Linked DNA regions of Rattus norvegicus: region 2 is linked to region 1. Evidence: chromatin contacts called from public Hi-C data. All regions are on one chromosome and are shown on one strand. The core of a region is the stretch at or near the end of the contact, and the rest is flanking DNA. Distances in the headings are between cores, read along the strand shown.

Region 1 (4,712 bases), core at 1,598-4,097:
GATTGGAGCTGGGTCGGAGGCATATGTGTTTGAGGCATATGTGGGTGGTGTGCCTCCCTTAGTCTCCCACTTATTCCTACCAGCAGCTGACCTTTCCTTCTGGGGTTAAACAGCTGGGGTTTGATTTTTTTTTTTTCCAGCTGGTTGAGACAGGAAGCAGGACTGTATCCCATGGGATCCAGACCTCAGTCGTAGGCTCTGTGGGATAAGGTAGTAGAGACCCATGCATTGCTGTCCTGCCCTCTCCTCCTGCCTCTTTTCTGCCTCTTGTGTTTGCCTGCTTAGTCAGGTGCTTGCCTGTGATGAAGGTGGCAGGGGAGAAGACCTGACTCTCTGTGTTGGTAACATACCAGTATAAAATGGAAACTTCCCTAAGTGTGTTAGATTTCTAAATTCTTTTACTAAAATTTGTGTGACCCATAATGTCTTGGCGTGCCCATTTGCAGTCATCCATACAATCTTGAAAAGTGACTTTGGTGTCCTAGTCTGGAACCCTAACCTTCAGATATATAACATGTCTAGGGGAAACACATGTTTTAGATCTTAAACATACAGTGAGCTCACAAATGAGCTTGGGAAATAGTATCCACATGCAGGCTGGAGACTTCCTGTGGCGACAGTCAGCCCGTGAGGAGAGCTTGCTTCGGGAACGTGACTGTGTTCCTCTCTTCGAGTCCCATTCCTAAGAGTAGCACCCAGGAAGGGAATGAACTGTGAAGTTGGGTTTATGAAGGTGACTCTTGTGAAAAAACTGACTTTGTGTCTTCCCAAGACTTTGCATAAACTGTATTAATTCTGCGCTTTGTTCACAACTCCCAAGGGAAAGGGAGAGATCAGAGATCAGTATTAAAGGCTCCCCTTCCAAACCACCCACCTCTACTGGCTCACCGCTCCTTCTGTTGTAGGGGTTCTTTAGTTTGTGTGTGTTTATATTTTAAGATTATAATTACATAGCTTTTTCTCTTCCCCTCTCCCCACCCAAACACTCCTATGAACCCCCTTGTTCTTTTTCAAATTCATGTCTTCGTTTTCTTTAATTGCTGTTACTTGTGTGTGTGTGTGTGTGTGTGCGCGCGCGCGCGTGTGTGTGTGTGTGTGTGTAAAACCAAATACATAAATACAACCTGCTCAGTCTGTATAATGTTACTTATAGGGCTGATCATTTGATCATTTGGTATTGGAGAACCAGTTTGTGTGCTCTTCCCTGGGGAAGCCTGTTTCTTGCACACTCAGCATTCCTTGGTTGCCCGCAGTTTTGTTTTGTTTTATTTTCTTTATAATTGAAGCCTTGTGAGCTTTCCCCCTTCTCTATGAGACAGTGTCTCCTAAATATGTCAGAAGCTACAGCCATGAAAGTCTCATCTCCATGACTCCCTAAACACAAGCTGAACAAGGATGGCACCAATAGACATCGTTGGATTTTGTTGACAGGATTTTGCTGCATAGCCCAGGCTAACCTTGGATTTGAGAGCTTCTAGCTTGTGCCTCCTGAGGGCTGGGATTGCAGGCTCTATCACCAAGCCCACTTGTTATCTCTGCTGCCCACTGTACTCTGTAGAATAGATGACACAGCGGTGGTGCAGGCAAGCCCTGCCTTTGTTAGAAGTAAAAGTTCCAGTGTGGAACTCCTAGCACTTAGAAGACAGCAGCAAGAGGATTTTGAGGCCAACCTGCTCTACATAGTGAGTTTAGGGCTAACCTGGACTATAAGAAAATTTCTAAAGTTGGGTATGATGGCGCACATATGTAGGCTTAACATTATGAAGCCAAAGCAAGGAAGACAGTCAAGACTTCAAGGATCACCTGGGACACAAATGGAAACCTTGCTTCCAAAGAAAGGAAGGGAAGAAAGGAGAGAGAGAGAAGGAAAGAAAAAGAAACTAGAATAGAACTTTGAAATAGCCATGTTATAGTATATGAGTGACTTTGTACTTTGGATAAAAGCTTACAAAGCACTTCTGATAACTGCCTGCTGTACCCAAGGTCACTCAGGTTCTCAGCTCAAATGGTATCAGCACCATTTTGAAAACCCATTGGTTTTCCAGGGTATCTGGTTATATTTAGGTAGGCTTTTTTTTTTTTTTTTTTTTTTTTTTTTTTAAATACTGAGTATGTCCTTACAGTCCCTTATGGCCTGCGGTCCTTTTAAGTTATCACTTTCTAGGCTATACTGAGGACTCTGAGCCAGACTTAGTGGTGCACTGTGATCCCAATTGTCTGGGAGATTGAGGCAGGAGAATCACAAGCTTAAGACCTGCCTGGGCTACTGAGCAACTTTGAGACGCAGTCTGAAAATAAATGAAAGAGTGAAGGAATGGTAACTGGCATTCGTAGGGTCTCTATCGCTATGCTAAAACCCCATGGCCAAGAGCAACTTGGTGACAGGATATATTCCAGGGACCTTAGGGCAAGAACTCAAGGCAGAAACCCAGAGGCTGCTGATGCTTCGGCAGTTAGAGGAGTGCTGCTGACTGGCTTGCTCTTCATGGCCTCCTCAACATGCTTTCTTTACAGCACCCAGCACCAACTCAAGGGAAGCCCTGCCCACAGTGAGCTAGGTCTTCCCTTAGCAATCGTCAATCAAAAAATTTACCACAGGCTTGCCCATGGGCCAATATGGTGGGGGGCATTTTCTTAACTGAGACTCTTTCTTTCAAAATTGGCTAATTGCAATAAAACTAGCCAGCATAGTGGTAGAATGCTTGCCTAACATGCAGGAAGCTCTGGGTTTAATCCTAGTACCACAGAAAACAAGAAAAAAAAAATGGAGGCTCTGGGTCCTTGTAAGCCATTCTTGGGTCAAGTTGCCTGTGGGTGGGGGCAGCTTTGAGTTCCTGTGGATGAATCAGCCACTGCCTCCTGACCCTGGACCCAGCCGCAGAGGGTAGGAAGCGGATTTGTGCACTCTTACAATTTCTGTTCGCTCTTTCAAATTTTCCAGACTGTTCTTTCTCATTTTTGCACTTTGCGTGGTTTAAACGTCTTTCTAGATGCACAGGGCAAGGCACACAGTTGCCTATGTCCTGAGAGAGGGAAAAAGAGAAACCTAGAGCTCCAGGTTAGGGGAATCTCTGGAGCCGTGACCCTGGTTTGGGGTTTGTGGGGCCTTAGCTGTGGTTGAGAGTGACACACCTGGACATACTCTGCTGGCATCTTGTGGTCCAGGGTGGGGTAGCAGAGCCTTGGTTTTATCAGTGACAGTGAGGACGATTTCAGTACTTAGTGTATTAAGGTGTCTAGCTGCCAAGTATTAGAGTAGTTGGTTCCTGGGTCTCCTCTGCAGAAGTAGTGCTGGTTAGAAGCCCTGCAAACTGAGAATGTTTGCCCCTGGGTTCCTTCTCTGCTGTTAAGTCAAGGGCTGTGTTCTAGACCCTCTGGGTCCCACCTCTCCTAACTTGAGGATCAGCGGAATTACAGGCTCAATTTCAGGCCGAGTTGGGCTTGCATCTGATGACAGCAAGGACCTCAATGTGTCTTTCATTATCCTGTTGCCCTGGGAGATGCTGTTTAAGTTGGCAGATGTCCTTACTGAAAGCAAAGCTTGTCACTGGTGAGATTACTAACCCCCCTGCCCCTAACCTCCCTCCCCCACCAAAGGATCAAATGCCAAGGAAAGGAGGAAATGTGTAGCTTTGAAAAGTGTGGTGAAGCCATCAAGTTCACCAGAAAAAGTAGGGGCAAGATGTGGTTTCAGTTTGTTTACTGGGTTCAGGATGAGAGTATCTTAATAACAAACTTCAGAGAGTGTGTGTGTGTGTGTGTGTGTGTGTGTGTGTGTGTGTGTGTGTACAGATGTTTGCACATGTGTGCCTGAATTTCAAACTCCTGGTAATTGTTTAGAAGCTGTAGTTTGTTTTGGTCTTCAGTTCCATACTTTGACAGTAAATTTCAAGAAACTTACTGAAAAATCAGACCGAAATTTGTGATTTCTAGGTCAGAGGTGCCCAATCTTTTTTACTTTGCAGAGAAGAACCATTTAAAAAAAAAAAAAAATCAACAATTTCCTCTGGGGCCTTGGGGCCAGACCTGTTGTAGAAAAGACTGAGTAATTCATGCTCACCGAGCAGCTTCACTGCCATCCAGTGGCGGCTGGCTACACAGCACAGGAGCTGACAGCCAGACCCACTCTTTCTCCCAAGGCTTTTTTTTTTTGTTTGTTTGTTTAACTCTGCTGCTTAATTTTCAATTTTTTTCTCCATGTGATACCTGCACTATTTCCTGCCTCCCCAGTGGTAGGAATTGAACCCAGAACCTAACCCATGCTAGATTAACACCCTGCCACTGAGAGAGCTTCTCAGCCCCTGAAAGTGATATTTCTAGAAAATTTGCCACGGGCTTGAGGAATTCCGGGTAGCTGTAACTCTATTTACCTTGTCCCATCCTCCCAACAGTACATCTTGCTATCTGGCTACCTACTCTCCTCCCCCGTCTAGGTATAAAGTGTGTATTTTCTCCTTGAATATTTCTGTTCCTTTGGATTAATGCTCAGCGGTGTGTCTGTTCCACACACAAACTTTAAAGCTAGCTTTCCATCTCCCTTTGAGTTTTTGTACTTTGAGCTGCGGTTGGCCAATATCCGAGCATGGTTCATGACACTTCGCCTGCATTTCAGTAAAGGGTTATGTGTCCCATAGGATCTAAGCTGGGCTCAGAGAAGGAGCCAACTAGCAAATGGAATTATTTTGCCTTGTGAAAAGTTCCAGCCTTTTAAA
Region 2 (4,712 bases), core at 1,425-3,924, 840 kb before region 1:
GTCTACTATAGATTCATCTGTTTATTTTGGACATGGGAAGGGAGTCTGAGAAGGGAGTAGAGGCAGAGACAGAAAGGGCACAGAGAACAGAAAGAGAGAGGGGAGAGAGGCCTGGAACATGTTGGGAGAGAGAGAAGATAGGGAAAGAGGTAGGGAGAGGAGAGGAGAAAGAGGAAGGGAAGGGAGGGGAGGGAAGGGAGGGAGGACCGAATAGGTAGAGAGAGTCCTTTTATACCAGGCTGGTATATCTGGTTGCTAGGTAACCATTGGGCGAAGCTAGAGGAAATATGACCAAATGGAGCTAGGAATTATTGTACCTATCTGACTTTCTACTTTCTCATTTTACAATGAGGTGCAAGTGAGGTAGAGTAGTAGTAGTAGTAGTAATAGTAGTAGTCGTAATAGTAATAGTAGTAGCAGCAGCAGCAGCAGCAGTAGTAGCAGCAGCAGCAGCAGTAGTAGCAGCAGCAGCAATAGTAGTAGCAGTAGTAGTAGTAGTAGCAGCAGCAGCAGCAGCAGCAGTGATAGTGGTAGTGGTAGTAGTAAAGGGTTAAGTGCTCTTTACTCATGATCCCCAAGCCACTGAAGTAGATAGTACTTTGCTATATCTTTGAGGTAAAGACCTTTTCCACCTTACAAGGGGTCTGCTCCTCTTAGCACTTTTCCAGGAGTGGTCAGTGGCTGCCCAGATATCAAGAGCTCCCGGATTAGACTGATAAATACCTCCACTTCTCACATAGGAGGCTGACTATGTGTGACTTGAGGGTTACTGGGATGTCCTCTGGGGGGGGGTAGTTGTGCCGACCATCTGCCCATTTCTGCACTGTTTTTATTGTAATGTGAGAAGCATGACAGGTATGTGAACTTCTCTGTCTCACCCTCATTGTCTGATCTCAGCTGGCTTCTCTTGAGCAAAACAACCAGGAAAGAGGAAATAGGAGTCTTGAGGCTCTTTAGTGTCTGCCAGTTCAGATTGTGTCTGGCTCTCTACCCCTGCAGGATCTCAGCCAGCCATGTTGTGAGGCCCAGGAAGGCTTTTGTTCCCAGCCAGTCACTCATAGAGCCTTTAAACGTAAAAAAAAAATTATTGTATGTATGCGTTGTGTGCGAGTGTGCCTATGTGTGTGTGTGCATGCATGGGTGTGAATGCAAGGGTGCATATACCAGTGCAAACATGTGGAGGTCAGAGGACAACTTTGGAGTCAGTCCTCTTCACTGTGTGATCCAGGGATTGAATTCAGGCTGTCTGGTTTGAATGGCAAACACTTTCACCTACTGAGCAGTCTTGGCCAGGGAGCTATTTTTTAGCCTCCACCATGACTTTAACCCTTTGTGCCCATTCTAGAGACCTTCCTTTAAGCAACTAGCATTTGGAGAGTGAACTTTAGTCAGAGGAACCCCTGTTTGAAGGCAGTGGAGGATATATTCCCTTCTTCAGGGTCAGAAGGGACTAAGCTAGAGGTTTGGAAGTCTTTCTAGTGCAGCTTTCCCACTGGCTGAACTTGCTGGGGACACCCACAGAAGTGGCTCATGGGACCATTCTGCCCACAAGCATTTTAGTAACAAAATACAATCAAACAATCCTCTGTTCAACATACACAAAATTCTCTCTTTCAGAAATCATTTTCAACACGACTTTTGTTCCTTTAGGGTACTTGTTCCAAGGATTTTGCTGGATCCAGTAAGGGAGTTATTGAATATTCTGAGAACATCTCTTCTGCCCTACGAGTGACCTTCTCAGTGTGGCGCCATGCCTCAGGGGTGGTTAGAGACAGACAGGAGTCTTCTCAGTAGGGGAAGTGTGTGTATGCTGGGGTGCTGTGTAGTGAGCAGTCTGCCTATATTCTCCAACCCAGTTCACTAGACATCATAGGCAGTGTGGCTTTCCTTCAATTGTGGGACATTGTTTCTCAGAAGTGGTACCCAGACGGACCAGTTCTGAGGTGCAGGGTGAAGCAAGCCAGCAGAGGAATTGACACCATGCTGCCGGTAAAAGTTAGCTTGTATCTGTTTTGAAAAAAAATTGCTAAAGCCTGGGTTGGGTGATGTAATAGAAAACCCTTCTTATGTTATCCCGTAGACACTCATTTTTTTCCCCCTCAAAGAATAAAAATTCAGTCCAGCTATTTGAAATTTTGGCAGCCATGAAATCTCCCCCAGTCCCTTTCCTCCCTCCTCCTTTCTTCCTCTACCTTCATTTGAAGTTCTTTCCAATCAGAAACATAGTAAACTGTCTTTTTTATTAAAAAATGACCTTGTGGCTACAAATCCACACATCCAATGCCTCCTTCTTATCTGGAATGTTCTGCACTCGCCAAGCCAAGTGGGCCAGACTTGACAGTTTTGTTCGTCATGCGTTTACCTTCCACCCCTCAATTTTCTTTTGCCCTCTCTTGCTATTTTCTCCAGAATAGGTGAAGGGGAAAAAATGTAGGAAGCATTTCTCTTCGAATCACGTGCTGTCAAAGCCCTCTTGTGGGATGGAGTTCAGCTTCTCTCACAGTGGCCCTTTGATAGCTAAAAATCTGGTGTTCAGCAATTACTTCTTTCTGAGAACTCCAAGTACATCCAGCCTTGCAGTTTTTTAAACAATTGGCTGCGTTCTCTGGGCCCGTTCCTCATCTCACTGGGCTCCCATAGAGACAGAAGACAGGCCCTCTGTCCCTGTTGAAGGACAGCAGCTGACGTTTATGGGGCAGCTGGAAGCAGAAGGGCAGATTGGCCGAGGCCGCCTTTCATTCTTCTTACGGCTCGAATTGAGATATGGGTTTGTTATATGTTTGTTTAATCTTATTTCAGGCTCTCCCATACAAATCCTGGGGGGAGGGGGTGGCAGTAGAGAGCAAAGCTGCAACATGTGTGCTGAGCTCGGAACGAGAAATGTTAATCCTTGCAAAAAAAAAAAAAAAAAAAAGGCATTGTGTAAATTCCAGACTGCAACTAATCAGGATGTACTCAGACAGTGGCGTGAATGCTTCGCTTTCCCTTTTAATATTCAGTGTGCGCAGTCATGAGGTAACGCGACCTTCTGAATGCATATTTCTCCCAAATTTCCTTCAGGCCCATATTTATTTTATTTGCTGAAACCCCAGAGGCTTCTATGAAGTGCTCCAGATGTTTTCCATCTGCAGACAGTGCACCTGACAGTCAAGAGGCCGAGCAGGTTTGCTGGTGGCCAGCTGTTCGCTTGTACCCTCGGCATCAGGATACATTTTAACTGCTCGCAGCATGTCCAAGGCTCCGGTGTTTGGATACTTGTGTTCTGGGTGCTCTGCTACAGGCCTTAGCTTCATTAGCACATTTATGACTTCTGTGGTCCTATGGGGTAGATCTACATACTAGCTCAGTGCTTTATTGATGAGAAAACCATGGATCCAAAAGGATAAATAGCCTCCCCCAGGTCACATAAATAGAAGCCAGAGAGAAAACCTGGGGGCTGGGTATAAATCATTACCGCATTACTGTGTTATACGGATGTCACTTCTGGACTAGCCCTCCGGCTTCCGTTAGATAAATCCCTGTAAGAATGGTCTCATCTTCGGGTACCTGGATCCCATTTGTGCCGTCTCAGCAGATAAATCCTGTATAAGAATGCTCTCATCCTTGGAATTCCTACCTGTGTCAACTTGATGAAAGGCTCAGCCATTTTGATTTCCATAAAAGCGTTTTTCTTCTCCAAGCGTCTCTCTATGTGTGCAGATCCGTGCTTGAGTCTCAGTATGTCTTACCAAGGGTGAGGGGAAATTGGAGGGCAACTTCCGCCTTTACCCATCATAGAAACTCAGCCGAAGGGCTCTGCATTTCAGGCATCCATATTGTTTGTTTCCGATTTGTTGCTACTCTTTCTCCTGCCAGCCCTGCGATGTTGCTCTACTACAATTCAGTGTTTCTAAAAAGAAGGCTTCGTAAGGGGCCTCTTGAGGTAGTGTCTTTTAAAATTCTACCCCTGACTGCAGAGAAGGGAAGACTCTGCTGTCCCTATTCCCCTGTCCTTTCTTCTTTCTCCCTTCCCCTCCCTTTTCTTTCCCTCCTCTTTCTCTAAAGTAGAACAAAAAAGAATAATTGTCGAATTAACTGATTTTTTTCCACTATAAGTCACAATATTTCTATTACATTTCGTAGGCCCATTCCTTTCCCCCCAAGCTACCTGTTAGAGTGGTTTATTTATCACACTTACCCCCTAGTTCCACCACAAACTGATGACAGAATCACCACAGAGACATCGCCTACAGTAAACTTTCCCCTCATAAGTCATAGGTAGATGCATTTGGTCTGTAGATCCTGGCTCTCTGACCCGGGCAGTGTGTGGTGACCACTCAAAACTGTGAAGTCCGTAGTTCACCAGCTCAGAGTAGTGTAGTAAAGCCATGCAAATTGTTTGCAAAATAGTTTCCCCAGGAGGACTGCACACAATAGTATGTGCCAGTTCTGCCTATCTGCAAATGGACACCAGGGATGAGTTGAAGAGGCAATGATTGCACAATCTAATCATCATGGGCTACTTAAGAAGTTCCTATATTCCAAGCTCTTCATAGATTCTCAATTTCTATTATAATCCTACAAAGGGGCTATCACCACTTTGTCAATTAAGGTATTCTCCAGAGGAGGCTAGCTTAAGTGATGAGAAGGCTTATTCTCTGTCATGCTAGAAAGTATAAAACCAGACTATCTACAGAGCTGGTTGGTGTGGCTACCCAGTATATCAAGTACAG

The links. A called contact is a pair of places that touch in the nucleus more often than the background predicts.
Region 2: a contact with region 1 is called in a Hi-C map of Schwann cells, with 2.6 times the contacts expected there. The contact joins two enhancer-like sites. A contact is called at or near these places in 3 of 12 Hi-C or Micro-C datasets (Schwann cells, liver and mammary epithelial cells).

Annotation. Positions count from the first base shown.
Region 1 is chr2:34,659,641-34,664,352 of GRCr8, reverse strand. The region is part of intron 2 of Pik3r1 (phosphoinositide-3-kinase regulatory subunit 1); the gene reads left to right. Among named protein-coding and RNA genes, the nearest start is that of Pik3r1, 36 kb to the left of the region's middle. Within about 2 kb of position 2,847, at least 11 of the 93 cell types and tissues checked have an H3K27ac peak or open chromatin away from gene starts, as enhancers often do. A contact at or near this core is called in Schwann cells, where this site is marked.
Region 2 is chr2:35,501,778-35,506,489 of GRCr8, reverse strand. The region is part of intron 1 of LOC102546726 (a long non-coding RNA gene); the gene reads left to right. Among named protein-coding and RNA genes, the nearest start is that of Cd180, 86 kb to the left of the region's middle. Within about 2 kb of position 2,674, at least 44 of the 93 cell types and tissues checked have an H3K27ac peak or open chromatin away from gene starts, as enhancers often do. A contact at or near this core is called in Schwann cells, where this site is marked.